2 separate regions of the Zea mays genome follow, and region 1 is linked to region 2. Evidence: chromatin contacts called from public Hi-C data. All regions are on one chromosome and are shown on one strand. The core of a region is the stretch at or near the end of the contact, and the rest is flanking DNA. Distances in the headings are between cores, read along the strand shown. Region 1 has its middle 38 kb from the start of LOC100382872. Region 2 holds the start of LOC100193976.

Region 1 (3,728 bases), core at 400-2,899, 270 kb before region 2:
CGGGCGGTTCGCGGCCGGATCAAGATCCGAGCTTTTGCTGCGCGCCTCCGCCGACCGCAGCGTATCCACCTCCTGCGGCGGCAAACTTCCTCCCGCCACAGAGCACCGGGTACCCGCCGCCCGCTTCCGCTTCTCTCTATCCGCCAGTGGAAGGATTGTTGTCCCCACGCAACTACCCACCTCCGCCGCCGCCGGCTTATCCACAGTTTCCAGCCCCGAACAACACGAGCTACACGTCACCGGCTGCTGCTACTACTACAGCATACCCACTGCCACCCGCGTCATGTGCAGCCTGTCCGGCGCCTCCTCCGGCAGAGCTCACCAGGTACCCGTCGCCGCTGACGGCGGCATACCCACCACCGCCTGCGTCGTGTGCAGCCTGCCCGGCGCCTCCGCCGCCGGCACAGTACACCAGTTACCCGCCGCCACCGTCGACCAACTACCCACCGGCGCCGCCGAGTGGGTATCCACCACTAGCACTAGGTCCACTACCGGCGTCCAATTTGGCCCCTCCGACCAGCACGTACCCGCCACCGCCGGAGTCAGGCTCGGCCTACTCAGTTTATCCAAGGTCGGCGACGCCAGGCACACTGGACCGTGCGCTACCGTACTATCCGGCGCCTCCCGTCGGCTCGTATTACCCTCCGCCGGGGACACGGTACTTCGAGGTCGACGGCGCGGCCAGGACGCCGTCTTACTACCCACCGCCGAGTCAATACCCGTAGGAGTTCGGCGGATAATCTGCAACGTTGTGGAACAGTGGACGATGTTTCCAAGGTTGCTCCGCCGCTTCCCGCCATGATTGCCATTGAAGACAGGTCAGATTGCCGCGGTGCGTGGCGTGGGTGCTAGGCTGCAATATGCCGGCTTGTTCGGGCCAATTAACCTTACATTGTTTTCAGTATTTCCAACAAGATCCTTTTTTTAAACAAGAATATTTACTCTCTTTTTTTTGCGTTTGAGTCATTTTGTTTGGTGCGTGATTTGTTAAGCTATCATGGAACATAAATTGCTCAAGGTTGAACTTGCTTTTGATTCTATAAATTAAACTTTAGAATCAAATACCAAAAAGAAAGACATTTAAAGTACTAGGAAGGATAAAGTTTTATGATCCTATAAATTCTTCCCTTTTTAAAACTATATTCTTCCCTTTATAATACGAAAATCCTTTCACAGGATGCTGATCATCAAATTGACTTTGGTATTCCATATATTAAGATTCTAATGTGTATGCAAACCCGACGGGATCTATGACTGGTATTTATATAGATTAAGATTCTCATTTGTCCGTAGAGGTAGCTATAGATGGTCACTGGTGTGTGGGACTGGTCGTGATAACCGAGGCCGTCGAAAATACTATATAGTACTGTTGTGGATGTAACCTTACACAGTCACACGTGTCAGCGGCCGGACGAAACTGGAGAGGTGTATGCATATATATGGTGAATATATATTAATTCAACTAAAAAATAAATCGTATGCACAGCAGTGGAGGGTAAAATAAAACCAAACAATCTATATAACGTAACGTATGGAATAGTTATATCTTCTATATAAACCTAGTTCCTGGTCGGCTGGCTTAAGCCAGCCAATAAGACTGATGCTGCTTCTTCCCCTTCCCTGTAGATGTTTACTTGGGTCTTGTTTACTAGGCGGCCCAAAATCCGACACAAGTTTGGCCTAGTCCGAATCCGACTCGATTATTGAGTCGTGTCTGGGCCTAAGGCGAGCCACATCAGACTAGGCACGGCATGGCATGTTTTTATTTTTTTATTTTTTCATATAAATACATATAGTATATTTAAATATAGAGTATAAAATATAAGAAACATGCTTGTTTTATTGGTTATGTGGGTGTAAATAAGTGTTTATAGCTAATAACTATAGTTTAAATCTTTATATATAAATATTTTTAAACATACTTTATCATTTAAACGTCATATATATTATAGGCCCGTTAGACCCGTCGGGCCGTGGGTCGGCCGGACACGGTTAATACCTTAGCGTGCCGTGTCTAGGCTCGCTCGAAGCTCGTGGGCCAACACGACACGGGCCCGCTTTCTAATCCAAATCGGACCAGCACAATCCCATAGCCAAGCTCGGGTCGGGTCGGCCTGCCCCGTCTATTTGGACATGTATACTTCCTCCAAGACACAAAATATTGTACCTACAGTGCAATGTAGCTACAGCCGTGCTAAGAAAAAAAAAGTCAGTCGAACACAGTCCATGAAATGATGATTTGGCACATTCTATGTTAAAAACTAAGGCTCTGTTTGGTTGGAGGGACTAAGGATTAGTCTCTTCATTTTAGTCTCATTTAGTCCCTAAATTGCTAAACGGTGAAACTAAAACATGAACTAAACTGTTTTAGTATGTTGTCCATTAAGGGATGACTAAAATGGACTTAAACATATTAATTCCACCTTTTGCGCCTTCTTTATCTCAGTTACACTACTGGCGGGAGAATGCTAAGGGATATTTTGGTCCTCTTATAATTCATTTAATGTGTTCTGAATACTTTTAGTCCATGTAACCAAACAGAGTAGTGACTAAACTTTAGTCCCTGGACTAAAGAAACCAAACGACCCTTAAGTCTCTATCCTGTTTGGTTGTAGGGACTAAAATTATTCAGAACATATTAAATGACTCGTAAGAAGACTAAAATGTCCCTTAACATTCTTCCTCCATTAGTGAAATAAAATGAGTGGTAATAGGTGGATTTAATCTAGTTTAGTCTCTTTTAGTCACCGCTTGAGGGACTAGAGGCTAAAGCAATTTAGTTCTTGTTTTAGTCTTACCGTTTGGCTATTTAGGGACTAAAATAGAGGGACTAATCTTTAGTCCCTCAAACCAAACGAGGCCTTAGTCACTCGACTAAACTTTAGTATCTGGACTAAAGGAACCAAACGTACCATAAGTATCAAAGAAAGTTAAGAAGTTAAGAATAACTAAAAAAAATTGATTCGGAGGGTAATAGTACCTTGCTAGTGCAGTGGTACTGGACGGTGGAGTGAGAAAACGTCTATTTTACTTTCACCCGTACGGTTGACTGCTATTCTTTATCGAAAAAGAAACAGCAGCCTCTAGTACAGTTTGACCGACTGACTACATAATTAGATCACTTCTTTTTTTTGAACGAAGCCATAGTTAGATAATCTCACACTGGCTCACGCTGATCTACGTTCCCATCATTAGCAGATAATTAAAAAAATTGAGGGAGAGAATAGAGGGACAAGTAGCATTTTTTTAGAAGGCGAAGAACAAGCAGGTAGAAGATACAACGAGCTTGCCTCTATGCCGGCCGCCGGGCTGGGCGGGCCGATGCATCTTTTTGAGATGCGAACGCTGCATGGGCCGGCTTGTTCCACCGGGCTGGGCTGGGCTGGGCTGTAGCATGTAGAACGGCGAGATCAAATACCATTACCTAGGCTCCGGAACACTAGAGCCACAGTGCCACCCGTGAACAGTGAAAGGGGCGGTGGACTCACGCTGGCTGCAACGTATTTCACTTAGGCTATTGTTGACGTCTTTTTTGGAGCGCCAAACACTCAACAAAAACCGTGACGGTGCCCTCTGCACAGAGGCGGACGGTCCGCGGTCTGGTGCGAGGCGCGACGGTGCTCTCTGCACAGGGGCGGACGGTCCGCGCGCAGGGGCCGAACGGTCCGCGGCCTGGTACAAGGCTAGGGCTCCTGCCTGACGGCCGGACGGTCCGCGCCCTGGGGCCG
Region 2 (3,322 bases), core at 328-2,827:
TGGCGTGAGATTCCTCTATGCGTTTTATTCGATTTCTTTGTCTGTTTGTTCTTTCTGTTTTTTAATTCAGTAACGAGATCACAAATTGATTTCCCAATTTGCAGGTCCAATTCGCTTGTGGCATAGGAATCCCATCCTAGATTCAATAGAGGGGTTGCAATGCCGGCATCGCCATAGCTGGAAATCGAGCACTGACGGACACCGAGCGCCGAGATGGGCCGTCTTGTCCACCGCCGCAAGAACCGCATGCGTTGGATCCATCCTTACACCTGCTCCTACTTCCGCGCCAGCAGCCCAACACTCCGACGACACGAGCTCCTCCCTATAAAAGTGACATCTTTACTGTATAGATAACGAATGGTTATAGTTATTTATTCTTATGTCCAAGTGGTATTGGATTTTTTTAGCTTGGGATTAAAGAAAAGACAATCATGTACTTTGCATCTTTTTTGTATTTATGTTTTATGCTAAATTGTGGAATAACACTATATTAGTTGTTAGCAAAGAATTTGTGAGATATTAAGGTTGATGATAATATATGTTGTTATTTCATTTAATCATTGTGTATTAATATTTTATCGAATAATTTGTGTACCGTCGCAACGCACGGGCACTATACTAGTAGAGTCCTAAAATCCATCCACCTGCCATTTTCATCGCCAAAGTATAGAGTGGTTCCTGAAGTCTCCATATGAGAATTTAACATAAATAGTTATGCTCCCATTTCACCAAAACGACTGGATGCGAGCACTATCCCGGACGCGAATGCTCTCCTCCCTCTCCTCCAAGCTATATTCATATGTATCTCCAACCAAACAAAGAACGTAGCGGTTCCGCTCTCTTATACTCTTCAACCAAACAACAAAATAAATAGAGTGACTCTTTTCTACTATCCAAACACATAATATAATATCTACATTCTTAAAAACTGGAATGAAGACGCTACATTATAGTTGACTCTCCAACCAAGCGCACCCTTATAGTGTATTTGGTTGAGAGAATGGAGCCGCTTCATTCCTATTTTCTAGATATTTGGTTTTCAACGAAAGAGGAGCAAAACATCTCATAAAGACTCCATATAAAAATATATTATAAATAGTTATGATTCACCAAAACGATAGGATACGAGCGCTCTGCTCTCTTTTCTCACCTCCACACTCATATAACTTTTCAACTAAACAATGAACTATAGATGGCCAATAAACACGAGGCATGTGTCGGGCCCAATCCGTGTCCGGCACGATCCGGTTCTATGCGGGCTCAGACAGGAAACTAGGCATGGTGGGCTAGCCCGGCACGACCCGTTTACCCCTAAGCCTATTAAGCCTGTTTTTTCACTAAACTGTGCTTACCGGCACGCTTAGCCCGCTTTTTCCATGCTAAGTCCCGTTTAGGCCTGATGCAGGCCAGACTCAGATAGAAAAACGAGTCCACGATCTTAGACGACCCGGTCCGATTTTCTAACCGTGACTAACGGGCCAAGCCTAAATTGAGCCTGGGCCGGACCGGGCCGGGACCATGAAAAGAGCGACTTCACATTTCCATTTGACTCTCAACCAAACTCACCCTGTATTCCTTTTCCGCCGCACGGCGTCGCCGTGGGCTCGGTCTCGCTCGCCGCTCGCCGCATACGGCCGCAGCCAGACAGCCAACGTACTCGGGGCGGTTGCCGGGCCGGGGTCCGCGATCGATGGCTGCGCGGCGGAGCAGGGGCTGGGCGCGCGGCGCGGCGGCGTTCGCGGCCGTGGCGCTGGCGGTGGGCGCGGGGCGGAGGTACGGGTGGGACGGTGCCTCCGCGGTGGCGGCGTTCCGCGAGGCCCAGGGCGCGCTGGGGCACTGGGCGGCGCCGGCCTACGTGGCCGCGCACGCGCTCACGCTTGCGCTCTGTCCGCCTTACGCCATCTTCTTCGAGGGCGGCGCCGCGCTCATCTTCGGCTTCCTGCCAGGCGTCGCATGCGTCTTCTCCGCCAAGGTCCTCGGGGCCTCGCTCTCCTTCTGGATCGGCAGGTAGAGACCACGCCCCCCTCCTTCTTCTTCCTGCTTCTCGTGTCCGGGCTCTGCTGTCTTCTTGCTGCTCCTTTTGGCTGCTCATAGGAGACGAGATCTGGGAACGCTCTACACTCACGCGATCAGGATCTGGGAGAAAAAAAGTTCGCGCAACTGCTTTTGCGTGATACTGATTTAGAGGGGCGGCAGTGAAAGAGTGGTAGCAAGAAAAACAGATTTACTAGGTTGTTCTAGTTAACAAACAAGTTAAAGTCGCAACTTTTCTCTGTTGGGTTGCCAGTTTTTTTGTCTTCCTGCCGCCCATGGAATTTGCTGCGTCTAATTGAGTGTGAAGTCTAGAATTTAGTTTTGTTCAGCTGTGCTGTATTTGGGTTACATAATTGTGACCTGATGCAATGAAGGCTACTCCTTGATATTAGGAGCAAGATTCATTCTTTCACCAGCAATACTGACTATTTTGCACCAATAAGGGCCCGCTCGGTTTTTCCGAAATGGGCGTCTAGAATAATTCCCAGTCGGATTGCTTGTCTAATTTATATGAGATTTGATTAGCTGGAACGATTCCGGGTCCATTCCAACAATACCTAAGTCGAACCTGAGTTCAAATAGCATGAGAATAGAATGGATGTTATGATTGAGGGCAATAGCTTTGGTTAGAACTGGAAAAACTGCAAAAGAATGTTATTGTCGTTGAACAATAATGTTTATTAATGTCGGTCTATACCAGACTTCACTTTGTAGTCGCTCTGCCTCTGATACAGCAAGTTCATTCCATCACACTTGTAATCTTAATAAGGCGGTGTATAGATTATTGTCCACTAAGTAATTGATTTTCCTTTACAGTTTTGAAATATTTAGTTAGATTCTACATATGGTTAATGCATTTGTCTTTTTTATGCAAGTTCTGTTTAAGTGTTTAGGTAATGTTTGAATGCACTAGGGCTAATAGTTTAGCTAAAAGTTTAGCTATTAGCTAGTTTTAGTAAATTAGCTAATAGTTAGCTAGCTAATTCCTCTAGTAATTTTTTAGCCAACTAAGAGCATCTCCAAGAGACTAGTTAAATGGCTCGCTAAGCCAAATTTTGGCTACTCGACAGCAAAATAACTCTCCAACATACTAACTATCTGACTCGCCAAGCTATCTGACTCTCCAAATTGACTCTCTCATTAGTCAAATTTGGCTAGCCACCTGGCTAGCAAAACTAGATAGATAGTTTGTTGGAACGAGATGCTACATTTAGAGTATAATCTTTATGAAAAGGTAAATAGAGAGTCAAATAGAGAGCCAAAAATAAAGAGTTTCTTGGAGATGCTC

What was found. Hi-C and Micro-C count contacts between places; a contact is called where the count stands out from the background.
Region 1: a contact with region 2 is called in a Hi-C map of ear, with 2.5 times the contacts expected there. The contact joins the enhancer-like site here to the promoter of LOC100193976 in region 2. A contact is called at or near these places in 4 of 25 Hi-C or Micro-C datasets (ear, leaf and tassel).

Annotation. Positions count from the first base shown.
Region 1 is chr4:198,172,667-198,176,394 of Zm-B73-REFERENCE-NAM-5.0, reverse strand. No RefSeq gene overlaps it. Among protein-coding and RNA genes, the nearest start is that of LOC100382872, 38 kb to the right of the region's middle. Within about 2 kb of position 1,649, at least 14 of the 20 cell types and tissues checked have an H3K27ac peak or open chromatin away from gene starts, as enhancers often do. A contact at or near this core is called in ear, leaf and tassel, where this site is marked.
Region 2 is chr4:197,907,555-197,910,876 of Zm-B73-REFERENCE-NAM-5.0, reverse strand. It overlaps LOC100193976, which reads left to right and starts at 1,577. Exons shown (of 2, transcript NM_001139044.1): 1 at 1,577-2,007. The coding sequence starts at 1,691. It overlaps LOC100217314, which reads left to right. Exons shown (of 7, transcript NM_001143660.1): 7 at 105-528. The coding sequence ends at 328.